Linked DNA regions of Oryctolagus cuniculus: region 2 is linked to region 1. A link is a contact called in public Hi-C data. All regions are on one chromosome and are shown on one strand. The core of a region is the stretch at or near the end of the contact, and the rest is flanking DNA. Distances in the headings are between cores, read along the strand shown. Region 1 overlaps SCAI (suppressor of cancer cell invasion). Region 2 holds the start of SCAI (suppressor of cancer cell invasion).

Region 1 (6,623 bases), core at 2,691-5,190:
TTTTTAAAATCCAAGCATAGTTTTTTTTTTCATAGTACACATTTTCATGAACTTATTGAAGAGCTCTTGTATGGATTTCAATTTTTTTGCACCAAACTATATCTTTTAATTGCATGTTCCATGGAGTTTTTGAAGTACCCTTGTACTAGAAGTGATCAGTTTACTTTTCCTTGACAGTATTTCTTTATTCTAAGAGGAAAACTGTAAGGAAGGTAACTTACATTGCTTTACTCCTGTTGAAAAGGGGTATTCTTGTTAGGTGATTTTCTGTGCTTGCTCATACCACACCTGATTGACATCTGATTTTACACTTCAAGACACTGAGGTCCTGGGAGCCTAGGAATGCTGTGCTATTGGATGTACAGCTCCTGTTGCATTTTTCTGCATTGTTTACTTGTGTTTTTGTTCTTTCTGTTTTCAGAATAAAATACCTGTTGATGAAAGTAGTGATGGAATGTTGTAGACAGTGATATTTGTAGTTTAGTGCTGTGTACCCTGAACGGACTGGGAGCTGAACCCATGTGTGTCTTTGTCGAAATGTGTCTTTGTATTTTCTTGGTATGAGGTGGGTAAATAATTTTGCACCATTTTTTATTTCAATAATTAAGCCTCTATTTTAGTTCTTAAGATTCTTGGGATATTCACCTACTTCATACCTAAAGTTTCTTTAGCTTAGATCTAGTCTGAACAAATTCTTGCTATAGGTAAAATGCTCAGGGTGGGGGAGGGCATTCGGCTAGGATGCCCACGTTCCACGTGGGAGCACCTCAGTGCCATACTTGGCCCGGAGGCAGGAGCTTCTTGCAGGTCTCCCACATGGGGTACAGGGCCCAGGCACTCGGGCCATCCTCCACTGCCTTCCCAGGTGCATCAACAGGCAGCTGGATCAGAAGTGGAGCAGCTGGGACTCGAACCTGCCCCAACATGGGATGTCCGCACTGTAGGCAGCGGCTTTACCTGCTATGCCACAGCACTAGCCCTTCTTTTATCTTTTATAATTGTGTTTTATATACCTTGGTGTGGAAATGTACTGGCCAGGTTTACTTTTTTTTTTTTTTTTTTTTTTTTTTACAGGCAGAGTGGACAGGGAGAGAGAGAGACAGAGAGAAAGGTCTTCCTTTGCCGTTGGTTCACCCTCCAATGGCCGCCGCGGCCGGCACACCACGCTGTTCCGATGGCAGGAGCCAGGTGCTTCTCCTGGTCTCCTATGGGGTGCAGGGCCCAAGCACTTGGGCCATCCTCCACTGCCTTCCCGGGCCACAGCAGAGAGCTAGCCTGGAAGAGGGGCAACCGGGACAGAATCCGGCGCCCCGACCTGGACTAGAACCCGGTGTGCTGGCGCCGCGAGGCGGAGGATTAGCCTAGTGAGCCGTGGCGCCGGCCCCAGGTTTACTTTTAAAGGAGTAAATTTGTCTTTTAAAAAACATATTTCCAGTTAAAAAGGTGATACAAAGTTGTCAAATGACTTTTCAGTGGCTTTCCTATCTTAAAGCTGCCCTTTCAGTCTCTCATCCCTATAGTCATTTAATTTTCTTTATAATACGTATCATTTTTCATATTATTTAATGTTTTTACCTGTTATACTTCCTTCATTAAAATGAAATATCCCTATGTGTAACTTGCGGATATCATGATCTACCTGGAAATCAGGGATTCCTTCCCAATGCAGAGTAGGATCTTCTTCATACGCTGTTTTAAAATCTGATGATCTTCCTGTCACCTGGAAGAGTGGGAAAGAAATTCACCAAGGATTTATTTTCATTGTTTTGTATGAATGACCTTTTTTCGATTTAAATAAGCCTTAATTCCTTTTAAAAATGTTTATTTTATTTATTTATTTATTTTATTTGAAAAGCAGAGAGACACACAGATTTACCATCCTCTGGTTCATTCCCCAAATGTCTGCAAGAGTCGGGGCCAGGTCATACCAAAACCAGGAGCTCAGATCTCCATTCAGGTGGCAGGGGCCTAACTACTTGAGCCATTACTTGCTGCCTCCCAAAGTGTGCATTAGCAGGAAGCAGAGCCAGGACTTGAACCTAGGCACTCCAACATGAGATATGTGCATCCTAATCAACATCTTAACTGCCATGCCAAATGCCTGTACTTATTAATTAATGCCTTAATTATTTCTAATAGCTACAACCAAAAATAGATGTTGCTAGGGAACACTATGTTGGATAACATAGATCTGTGGTTTACTGAGAGGTCAGTACTTTGGCTCTGTCATTCTTTTCATTTTTCAAAAAGCTATTTGAGAGGCAGAGAGACAGACAGTGACAGATCTCCCATCTGCTTACTCAACACTGAAATGCCTGTGATGGCCAGGGCTGGGCCAAGGACAGGAACTCAGTCTGGGTCTCCCAGGTGGGTGCCAGGAACCCAGCTACATGAGCCATCATCCCTACGTTGGTGGGAAGCAGGGGTCAAGAGCTGGAGCCGGAATGGAACCCAGACACTCCTGTGTGGGATGAGGGCATCTTAACCAGCAGCAGAAACCCACCCCTGATTCTTGTCATCTTTAAAGAAAATCCGATGTCTCTGTTTTAATCATGCTATGTGACTCCATACCTGTATAACTAGAACTTCTAGCAAAGAACTATTAAAAGATTTTGGTAGAGGTAGAAATGAAAAGTTGTCCGTGGCATTTGACTAAATGAGAAATAAAAAGCAAATTACAAAAATACTGTTTATTACATGATTCTCTCTATAGTGAGTATTTCGTATCACACTTACATCCGTGCTGTAATACCCCTTAGTGGGAACCACTTGCTCATAGTGCCCAAGTTGGCCTCTCTCTTCCAAGGGACTGGTTTTTCCCTCAGTGTTTACTGCGTGAGGCTGTGTGTATTCTCTGTGTTGCTGTATCAGTGAAAACATTCTTTGTTCGATTTTAGACTTTGCTTGGAAAGGGCCCCCTTGATCCACTAGGTCTTTGTTACAACTCCCCTGGGTGGTGGTGGGGGGTGAGTGTGGCACCCTTCTCGACGTTACTCTCCCACTTCTCTCCCTGAAGGAAAGCTCTGGTGGTTGTGGATTAAACACCTCTCTACTTTGAAGCAGTGACACAGGTTTTGTGCGTTGCTTTTGGAATAGTTAAGAGGAGAGGTTGTTATTGCTGCCTCCCCAACCCACAGTGTTGGTGTGAATAAGAACCAGATCACGGTGCTTGTCTGGAGCAGCACCGGGGGTGCTGGGGGTGGGGTGGGGATCCAGCTGGAAGGGTGTAACCCCCCTCCCCAACCCTCGCACACGTGCCTTTCACTGAGAGTCCTCATTCTGCTAGCTTTCCTTTGTGGTTTCTTGTTCACACTTCATCTCATACACTGGATATCAAACTTATTACCTAAGATAACATACTGAAGAAATGTGCACCTGCCAGATGTGTATTTTTTACAAACTGAACACACTCACGTGGTCTATATCAGATAAAGAAACGGAACACAGCACCCCTGAAGCCCCCCTGTGTTCCCTCTCACACGGACTCCTGAACGCTTTATGAGCGGGGTGAGAAAATGCACTGTGCAGCTCACTGCATGAAAGGCTCGGATCTGCTTAATGTTTCATCCGGGCTGTAATAAATTCTCGTTCCACTCTTGGAGGTCTGTCTTTACACCTCACATTAAGCTGTTCATCAAAATTGTCAGAGCTTTCATTTTCCCAACTGCAAACAGCTTAATGGAGTATTTTTCTTGACTGCAAATTCCTGCTCACAATATATGCATGACAGATTAGCTCTTCTTTCTGTTTACTGTATAAGAGAACAGCCCAGAGAGTAAGAACTGAACAAAATGAATGGCGTCTTGCTTACAATAGTGCTCACGTGTAGCTACAGCTGTAATGAAGGGAGAATATTGTTAGAAAAAGCTTTGAATACCGTCGGAAAATGATCAAAAGCTCAAGTGCTTGCCGGATTCTGGTTACTATGGTGACTGAGACTGCCAGAGAAGAATGGAATACTTGGGATTATGTAAGGCAGCGTCTCAAGACCTGTATTTGGGAGACACAGCTGTGTGTCAGTGATATCCCTAAGTCAGGATGCTTTGCAAAAGAAGAGGCTTTCACGTCAGTAATTGCGTGACTCCAGAGGAGCAAATGCAGAATGAAAACAAGCCTTGGGTGCTATTTAAATATTTCCACCAAAGCATACCACGTGATGGGTCTTAAGTAAAAATAATTTAAAAATTGTTTTTATTAAATATAGTTGTAATACTCAAATTAAGGAAGAAATTATCAATGTCTTTTCTATCAAAATCATAAATCAGTGCTTCCCTTTTTTTTTTAAAGACGTATTGGGGCCAGCGCTGTGGCATAGCAGCTAAAGCTACCACCTGCAGTGCCAGCATCCCATATGGGCACTGGTTCTAGTCTCGGCTGCTCCACTTCCAATCCAGCTCTCTGCTGTGGCCTGGGAAAGCAGTAGAAGATGGCTCAAGTCCTTGGGCCCCTGCACCCACGTGGGAGACCCAGAAGAAGCTCCTGGCTTCCAATCAGTGGCCAGTTGGGGAGTGAACTGGTGGATGGAAGACCTCTCTCTCTGTCTCTGCCTCTCCTTCTTTCTCTATGTAATTCTGCCTTTCAAATTAATAAATAAACCTTTAAAAAGAAGGTTTATTTATTTTACTTGAAAGGCAGAGTTACAGAGAGGGAGAGACAGATCTTCCATCTGCTGGCTGGTTCATTCCTCAAATGGCCACAACACCCAGAGCTGGGCCAGAATGAAGCCAGAAGCCAGGAGTTTCTTCCAGGTCTCCCACGTAGGTGGGTGCAGGGGCCCAGAGACTTGGGCCATCCTCCCTACTTTCCCAGGCCACAAACAGAACTGGATCGCAAGAAAAGCAGCCAGACACAAATTGGCACCCACATGGAATGCCGGTGCTGCAGGTGGCGGCTTTACCTACTGTGCCAGCGGCTGGCCCCAGTCAGTGCTTCCTCTAGACCTATTTTTAGGATGTAGTTGTTCCTAAATAGGAGATGGTAACTGAGAAATTAACAATTTGTCCCACTGTCCCTTTCTTGCCCTCCTTTAGCCTTTGTTTTCTTTCTTCCCTTTCTCTTTCTTCTCATCCTCCCTCTTCAGCAAGTTAATATTCTCCTACAGGCAAAACAGCGACAGTAAACTGCTTGTTATTTCAGAGGTTCTATCCTAACCTGTGCATAAGAGCTGAGGATGTTGGCTTTCATTCTGTGTAACTTGACACCTGAGGAACTGGGCTTGCATTTGAGGTGGACTGCCACCAGGGTGCAGTAGTAACCTTGATTGCAAGGTCTGGGAAAGCACTGACAAATAGACTTTTTAAAAAGATTTATTTATTTATTTATTTATTTGAAAGGCAGAGTTACAGGACGGGGCGGGGGGGAAGAGGAGAGAGACAGGGAGAGAGAGAGAGAGAGAGAGAGAGAGAGAGAGAGATATCTTCCATCCACTGGTTCACTGCCCAGATGACTATTACAGCCAGGGCTTGGCCAGGCCACAGCAAGGAGCCAGGAGCTTCTTCCGGGCCTCCCACGTGGGTGGCAGGGACAAGCACTGGGGTCATCTTCTGAGGCCTTCCCAGGTGCATTCACAGGGAGATGCATTGGAAGTGGAGCAGCTGGCACTTGAACTGGTGCTCATATGCGATGCTGGAACTGCAAGTGGTAGTTTAACCTACTGTACCACAGTGCTGGCCCAACAAATAGACGTTTGATACAACCTACAAATGTGATTTTAAATTTTCTAACCATATTAACACGTGTAAAAAGAAACAATTGAATTTTCTTTTAAAATCTACTTTAAAAAAATTTTTTTTTATTTGACAGATAGTTAGCAAGATAGAGACAGAGAGAAAGGTCTTCTTTACATTGGTTCACCCCCCCCCCCCAAATGGCCACCACAGCCGGAGGTACGCCGATCCGAAGCCAGAAGCCAGGTGCCTCCTCCTGGTCTCCCATAGGGTGCAGGGGCCCAAGCACTTGGGCCATCCTCCACTGCCCTCCCGGACCACAGCAGAGAGCTGGACCGGAAGAGGAACAACTGGGACTAGAACCTGCTGCCCACATGGGATGCCAGCACTGCAGGTGGAGGATTAACCAAGTGAGCCATGGCGCCGGCCCCAAAATCTACTTATTTGTAAGGCATAGTGACAGGGAGGGAGAGAGAAGAGAGCTCTTCTGTCTGCTGGTTTATTCCCCAAATGCCTGTAACATCTGGGGTTGGGTCAGGTGGCAGCCTAGAGACAGAAACTACATCCAGGTTTTACATGAGTGGGTAGCAGAAACCCCAGTGCTTGTGTCATCATCTGCTGCCCTCCAGGGACATTAGCAGAAAGCTGTATTGGATTCAGAGTAGCTAGAACTAGAACTAGCACTTCAGTATGGGGTGTGGAACCCACAGTGTGCACCTCAAAGTTTATTTTAATAATATATTTTATTTGATCCAGTGTACATATCAAAAGCATTTTATTTCAACATGCAATCAACATAGGTAAATTATTAGTGAGGTGTTTTGCATCCCTTTTTAAATACTGCCTTTGAAACACAGTGAATATTTTATGCTCACATACATTGCAGAGTGAGAGCCCAGATTTCCAGTGCTCATAAGCAGCTGTGGCTGTTAACTCGGGCACAGTTCCTCCCGGTTT
Region 2 (6,623 bases), core at 1,559-4,058, 87 kb before region 1:
AAGAGAGATCTTCCATCTGCCAGGTCGCACCAGGAGCCTGGATAGGCAGCAGAGCAGCTGGGACTTGAACCCGATGCACACTCGATTTCTGAGGAAGGTTGGCTCCTCGTGCTCCTGTTTTCTATTTTCTGATCAGTTGGTGAATTTATGCCTTTTTCCTTTGTGAGAGAAAACTTAGGCTGGCATGGATCTCTCCAGTGTTTTCTTAGTTCAAAAATGTATGACATTTATAGAAGATTTTGTGTATGTCAGCCAAATTATCCATGTAAGTATTCCATTCATTCCCTGGGTAGCACTTTGATTTTCAGCACTTTGCTGTTGTCTGTAAATGGGAAGGGGTATACAAGACTGCAGAAAGCATGGAATAGTGGAAAGAATACAGCCAGATCGAGTTTAAAAAGCAAAACAAGGCAAACAGCTGTGCCCTGCAGCAGTAGCAGCTAACCTGTGCAGAGTGCATTTGGCCATTGCCACATATGCCCTATTTTGTGATATCCTTTCTGTGGACATGTGAATATCTTTTTTTTTTTTTTTTTTTTTTTTTTTTTTTTTTAACCCCAAGTAAGAAAACAGGCTTAGAGATGCTAGGTAACTAGCTCCAGGTTGCACAGGGGAGCTGGAATTTGAACCCTGTAGGGCACACCAGAGTACATTGTAAACTATTGCTATCTTAAGTTGTCTTGGTTACTGTAGTTCTGTGATCCTGAGCAAGCTGGGTTCTCTGAATCTTGTTTCCACACACAAAGAGCTCAGTTCCTGACCCAAAGCTGCCGTTTATTGAGTGTTCATGCTCATGCAACATTTGCTGCTTCAGTGTAGTTAGGAAGTAATAATCCGAGATAATATGTAATTGCTACTATATTGTGGTTTTTTTAATTTTTAAACTTAATTGGGAACAAAATTTTAAAAATTTATTGGGAAGGCAGAGAGAGATTGTACTGTTTCACTTCCCAAATGAAGGCAACAGCCAGAGGTTGAACCAGGCCAAAGCCAGGAGACCCCAGAACTCAGTCTGAGTCTCCCTTGTGGGTGGTGGGGATCCAAACACTTGGGCCAGTACTGGTTGCTCCCAAGCTGTGTGTAAGCAGGACGGTGGAGTTAGAAGCAGAGGCAGGACTCATACCTACGCACTCTGATATGGAGTGTAGTCCCAATTGGCATCTTCAACTTGCCAAGCAGCTGTCCGTCTTGCAGCTTTTTAAATTACAATTCATTGTGGAAGGAAATGTTAAATGGGAGATGGGATAACTGGGGAGGATTAAAAAGAGGGAGTGTAAATTTAATATGGGCTGGAATAATGGGTTGTATGTATCTTACAGAGTAAGAACACAGAAGCAGAGGTTACCAGAACTTGGACACATCACGAGGATAACACTTGAGGGTATTCAGTGGGAGGACGAATAGCTTCGGAGAGTTGGCCAATGACAGAAGATGTTGAAGAGCAGGCAGAGAATTTTAATATCTTACGAGCCTCCCCATTGGTTGACAAATTATCCTGGACTTCTCTCTCTGTGGCTTGATAATATAGGTAGAAACACTTGTTTGGGGTGGGGGTTGAAGCAAACAGTGTCATAAAATTAATTTGGGGGACCAATGGAGATTCAGCAACATTTTTCCTTATCAAAGCTGTGTAAGTGGTCCCAGCACAGTTTGCCATCAGTATTTGTAAGAGGAAGGCCATGTTACTATCAGACACAAAAATAACCATCTCAAATAAAGGGCAGCCTTTTTGTGGAAAAATATCCTAATTTTTTGCCATTTATGGATATATGAAAGATTTATCCCTTGGCTGTTGATGTGTATTCTAGGCATTCACATCAGAAAAAATATTTTCTAATGGTAATGTCTTAGGAGAAACTCAGGCTGCCTCCCAGACCCAAATAGATGATGAGAACCTACCAATGAAAAACCGTATTCAGGAATAGGGCTGTTGAGAGGCTTCACCACCTTAGAGAATTTGCTGATATCTTAGCTGTGCCTTATACTTACAAGGCTAGCCTTGTTAAAGTAGAAAAAGGTAGCTAGTACTGTGCTTATGTATTGGTAATTTTGCATGAAATTTATTTTAAAATTAACTAGAACTTAACCATTATCTGTAGTGTCACAGGATGGTTAGCACACACCCAGGCATCAATTTTGTTTTGGCCTTCCAAAATGAGACATGTTGCTTTTAATTATGGCATCAATTCTGTTTGCAGTGTTGATTTTTAATTCATGATGATTTAAAAAAAAAAAAAATCTTGCATTCTTCAAAGCCTGCACCCAAACTGGGGATCTCTCCTGCGGAGGACTGAGCATCCAAACTGCTTTATTTTGGTGGATTCTTACAGCTTTATGTCTGAATCTTCTATGAGGGTTAGCTGTGAGCTGCGAGACCATTTCAGCAAGCTGTAGAGACAAGAGACCGCATTTGAGGTGGTTCAAAAAGAAAGCTCGTTTGGGAGAAGTGCCTCACTGTCGCACCTGTCAGAGGAATTTTTGGAAACTGCATTGCTTGACTTTTGGTCCTGGCGTGGTGCAGAGGTGGGAGGCGCTAGCAGGTGTGTGGGATGAATGACGCAGAGCCCCCCAAAGAACCTGCGGGCAGGTGTTTTGCGCCAGACTTGCAGATCCTACTTTCCGGCGCACGGTGGCGCTCAGGTCTTCTCCGGTCCCGCTAGCAGCCTCTAAGGCACCTCTGCTGCCACCTGCAGTCTCAACCAAACCTGTGGGTAGGCGGCGCGGAATGTGACAGCTCTAGCGCCCAATCGGCTGCGAGGCTTTCGGCCACACTAAAGCCCCAGCCAATGGGAGCCGAGGAGAGGCGCGGAGGAGGCGGGCCCTGCGGCAAGTCTGGCAGAGGCGCGAGGCCCTCCTCCCGCCTCTCCGCCTACTCCAGCCTCCGCCGCCTCAGCTTGCCGAGCGAGCCCTGCGGCCGCCGGAGCATCTCCCGCGGCGGAGCCGGAGCCGGATGGTCAGAGGAGCCCGGCAGCCCCAGCAGCCGCGGAGTCGCCTGGCCCCAAGGTGGGGCGGGAGCCGGGCGGAGGCCGGGGTTGGGGATCGGGCGGGGGCGAGGGCGCGGGCCCAGGGGCAGCGACTCGGGGCGCCGACACCGGAGGGCTGGGGGCGCCGAGGGCCGGGGGCGCGGGCTGAGCGGCGATCGCATCCTGGAGGCCGGGCGAGGGGCGTGCGGAGGAACGGGCGCCGAGAGCTGCGGCTGGTGGCGCGGGGCCGGGAAGGGCAGGGCGCGCGCCCCGCGGAGGGGCCGTGGAATGCGGGGGGCGCGGGGCCTGGAGGGGCGGGGCCCGGAGGGGCCGTGCACGGGCGGGAGGGGGTGGGCGCGGGAGAGCGGAGGCTGGGGGGATTGCGGGGGTGACGCGGCAGACAATGAGGCGGTGGAGGCGGCTGGTTTGGGGGAGCTGGGCTGTGACGAACAGAGGCTGGGGATGGGGTGACGGACCCGGAGGCTGCGCGGGCGCTGGGGGGACGGGGCGTTCGTCGGGTCGGGTCCCGGCGGGTGCAGGGCCCAGCTCGGCTCTTGGACGGGAGTTGGAGTTACCGTCTTATTTGTTTGCTCTGTAGACTGACTGGCACAGTGGAGAAACCACCTCGGAAACGGAAAAGCAGGTAAGGCGAGAGCGCCTTCCTCTGTGGCTTCGTGTGTCCCTGGTCGCTTGGCCGCACCTGTGCCGTCCTGCATGCTTGCACAGTCAGTGGATGAAGTTTTCTATTTGGCCCGCAAGGTTTTTCTTTTGAGGACTTAAAATTGCTGCCTCTACACTTTTTTTTCCTGCCTAGAATAAGGTGGGAAACATGGAGAATTGAGAAATCCTATTTTTATTTATTTTTTTTACTTTAGTCATAATTTCAACTTCTGGGACAGGTGTTTGGCATACAGTGAAGACATCCACACCCCCTTGTCAGAGTGCATGGGTTTGAGTCCTGGTTCTGCTTCCGCTCCAGCCACCTGCGATTGCACAGCCTGGGAGGCAGCGGGGGATGGCTACAGAGTGTGTGTCCTCGGCACCCATGTGAGAGACCCAGACTTAAGGGCTTTGTCCTGGCCCAGCTCTGGCTGTTGCAGGCATTGGAATGATCTCTCTTTCTCCCAGCCTTCTGCCTAAATAAAAATGAAAAAAAATTAAAAAGCCAAGATCATATATCATATAGCGTATTCTGAAAAAATTTTCCACTTCTCCATCATGTTTGAAAAGCTGGTGTTTATGTGCCAGATACTATGTGCAAGTCATTATATGTACTTCCTGTAATCCTCAAAGCATTGCGAGTGTGCAGTGTATTGTGTCACCCAGGGACTGAGGCCTAAGATGTCAGTATTTGGCCAAGATCACACATTTAATACATGTTAGAACCAGGGTTTGAATCCAGTCTGACTCCAGAGCTTAAGCTATTATCCGTCATACCGTCATGCCTCTAATATATATACCATTAAAAATAGTTTTTTGTTTTTTTTGACAGGCAGAGTTAGAAAGTGAGAGAGACAGAAAGGTCTTCCTTCTGTTGGTTCACCCCCCAAATGGCTGCTACAGCCAGCACACTGTGCTGATCTGAAGCCAGGAGCCAGGTGCTTCCTCCTGGTCTCCCATGCGGGTGCAGGGCCCAAGCACTTGGGCCATCTTCCACTGCCTTCCCGGACCACAGCAGAGAGCTGGACTGGAAGAGGAGCAACTGGGACTAGAACCCGGGGTGCTGGCATCGCAGGCGGAGGATTAGCCAAGTGAGCTGGGGCGCCAGCCTAAAAATAGGTTTTTAATTGCTCTATATGTTTCCACTGTCCGTCGACCATAACAAACTCACATGGAAAAATAGAAAAACTGGAAACAGAGGGCTTAAGTGCACTGCACTGAATTATCCTTTAGTAGTGAAGAAGAGGATTTATTCCACACATTTTTGTAGAATTATTTGTCTGCGAGTCAGAGATCCCGTCTGCTGGTTCACGCTCCAGCTTGGAGTCTGCGGGCAGGTGACAGGATCCCTGTTACCTGAGCCATCAACTGCCACCCCTAGGGCTGCACTAGGAGGAAGCTGGCGTCCGAGCCAAAACACCCGATCTCGGGCTGGCATCTTTCTTTTTCTTTTTAACATTTATTTATTTATTTGAAAGAGTTACACACACACACACACAGAGAGAGAGAGAGAGAGAGACAGGTCTTCTATCCGCTGGTTCACTCCACAATTGGCTGCAACAGCTGGAGCTGGGCTGATTCAAAGCCAGGAGCCAGGAGTTTCTTCCGAATCTCCCACGTGGGTGCAGGGGCCCAAGCACTGGGCCATCTTCCACTGCTTTCCCAGGCCACAGCAGAGAGCTGGATCAGAAGTAGAGCAGCCGGGAGTTGAACAAGCGCCCATATGGGATGGTAAAGCCACTGCAGGCAGCGGCTTTACCTGCTGTGCCACAGCGGGGGCTGGCATCTTAACTGGGAGGCTAACCACTCACTTCCATCTATAAATGCTTATAAGTCTAAACATATACCAAATATTTCTGATGAAGATTTAGATTCTGAAATAAGTACAAAACACATGCTAAATTTCAAGTTATTACAAAAAAAGAATGTAAAATTTCTCATTACTGGAGTGGGCAGTGGATTACGCTGCCACTCGGGACAGCTGCTTCTCATCCAGCTTCTTACTAATGTACCTAGGAGGGTAACAGATGGTGGCCCGAGAACTTGGGACCCCGCTGCCTATGTGGGAGACCTGGATGGAGTTCTGTGCTCCTGGCTTTGACCTGGCCTCGCCCTGGCTGTTGGGGTATTTGGGGAGTGGACCAGTGGATAGAATATCTATCTACCTCCCTCTCTCTCACCCTGCCCTGCCCTCCCTTCCCTTTCCTTCTATGTCATTCTGCCTTTCAAATGTTTTTTTTTAATTCCTCATTAATAATTTTATGTTAATTATATAGTGAAGTAATATTTTATGTGTATTCGATTAAATGAAGCTACTACCACACTTATTTTTCCTTGTTTCTTTTTATTTTTCCTAATATAGCTATCAGAAAATAAAAAGCATTGCTTATGTGGTTTGCATTGTATTTTGGACAGCTGTGGTTTACCTCTCGTTATCCCACCACCAGACCCTTAGAGTAGCTGCCTGACCCGCGTCCCTGTCCCCATCCTGTGTGGTCCATTCAAGCTGACCTAGTCATCCTCACGCGGAGGATCCTCTGTGGTTCCACGTGGCCTGTTGGACCTAATTCAGACTGTTTTAGCCTAATCATGTAAAAGGACCGCCTTTATTTCACCTGCACCTACCTTTCCAGCCACGGAGATGCCACTTACAGACCCATTAGCTGTCTAGTTGCTGTGATTTTACTTTCAGATGACGACTTCGAGATGAGTAAATTGCGCTAAGTGACCCTGCTTCGCATGCCGTTCCCAGAACTTACGTTCTTTCCGTGCTTTGGTTCTTATTGACGTGAATTCTTTCTTCCTGGAATACTTCTCCTTCCCAGGCTCCTTCCCTTAAACCTGGGCTCAGACGTCACGTCCCCAGTGCAGGCTTTCCCCACCCTCCTTCCCCTTCCTCTGCTCTACCTCCTTCCCTTGGGAGACTGTGCATACCCTTATGTGTAATCTGAACTGTTTGAATCCAGCTCTGTCAAATACAAGTTGTAAGATCACATGCAA

What was found. Hi-C and Micro-C count contacts between places; a contact is called where the count stands out from the background.
Region 2: a contact with region 1 is called in a Hi-C map of an unstated tissue, with 2.0 times the contacts expected there. The contact joins the promoter of SCAI here to the enhancer-like site in region 1. A contact is called at or near these places in 2 of 6 Hi-C or Micro-C datasets (ear pinna and an unstated tissue).

Annotation. Positions count from the first base shown.
Region 1 is chr1:228,874,923-228,881,545 of mOryCun1.1, reverse strand. The region is part of intron 3 of SCAI (suppressor of cancer cell invasion); the gene reads left to right. Among named protein-coding and RNA genes, the nearest start is that of GOLGA1, 81 kb to the right of the region's middle. Within about 2 kb of position 3,940, at least 1 of the 8 cell types and tissues checked has an H3K27ac peak or open chromatin away from gene starts, as enhancers often do.
Region 2 is chr1:228,960,564-228,967,186 of mOryCun1.1, reverse strand. It overlaps SCAI (suppressor of cancer cell invasion), which reads left to right and starts at 2,808. Exons shown (of 16, transcript XM_070056861.1): 1 at 2,808-3,003; 2 at 3,562-3,606. The coding sequence starts at 2,951.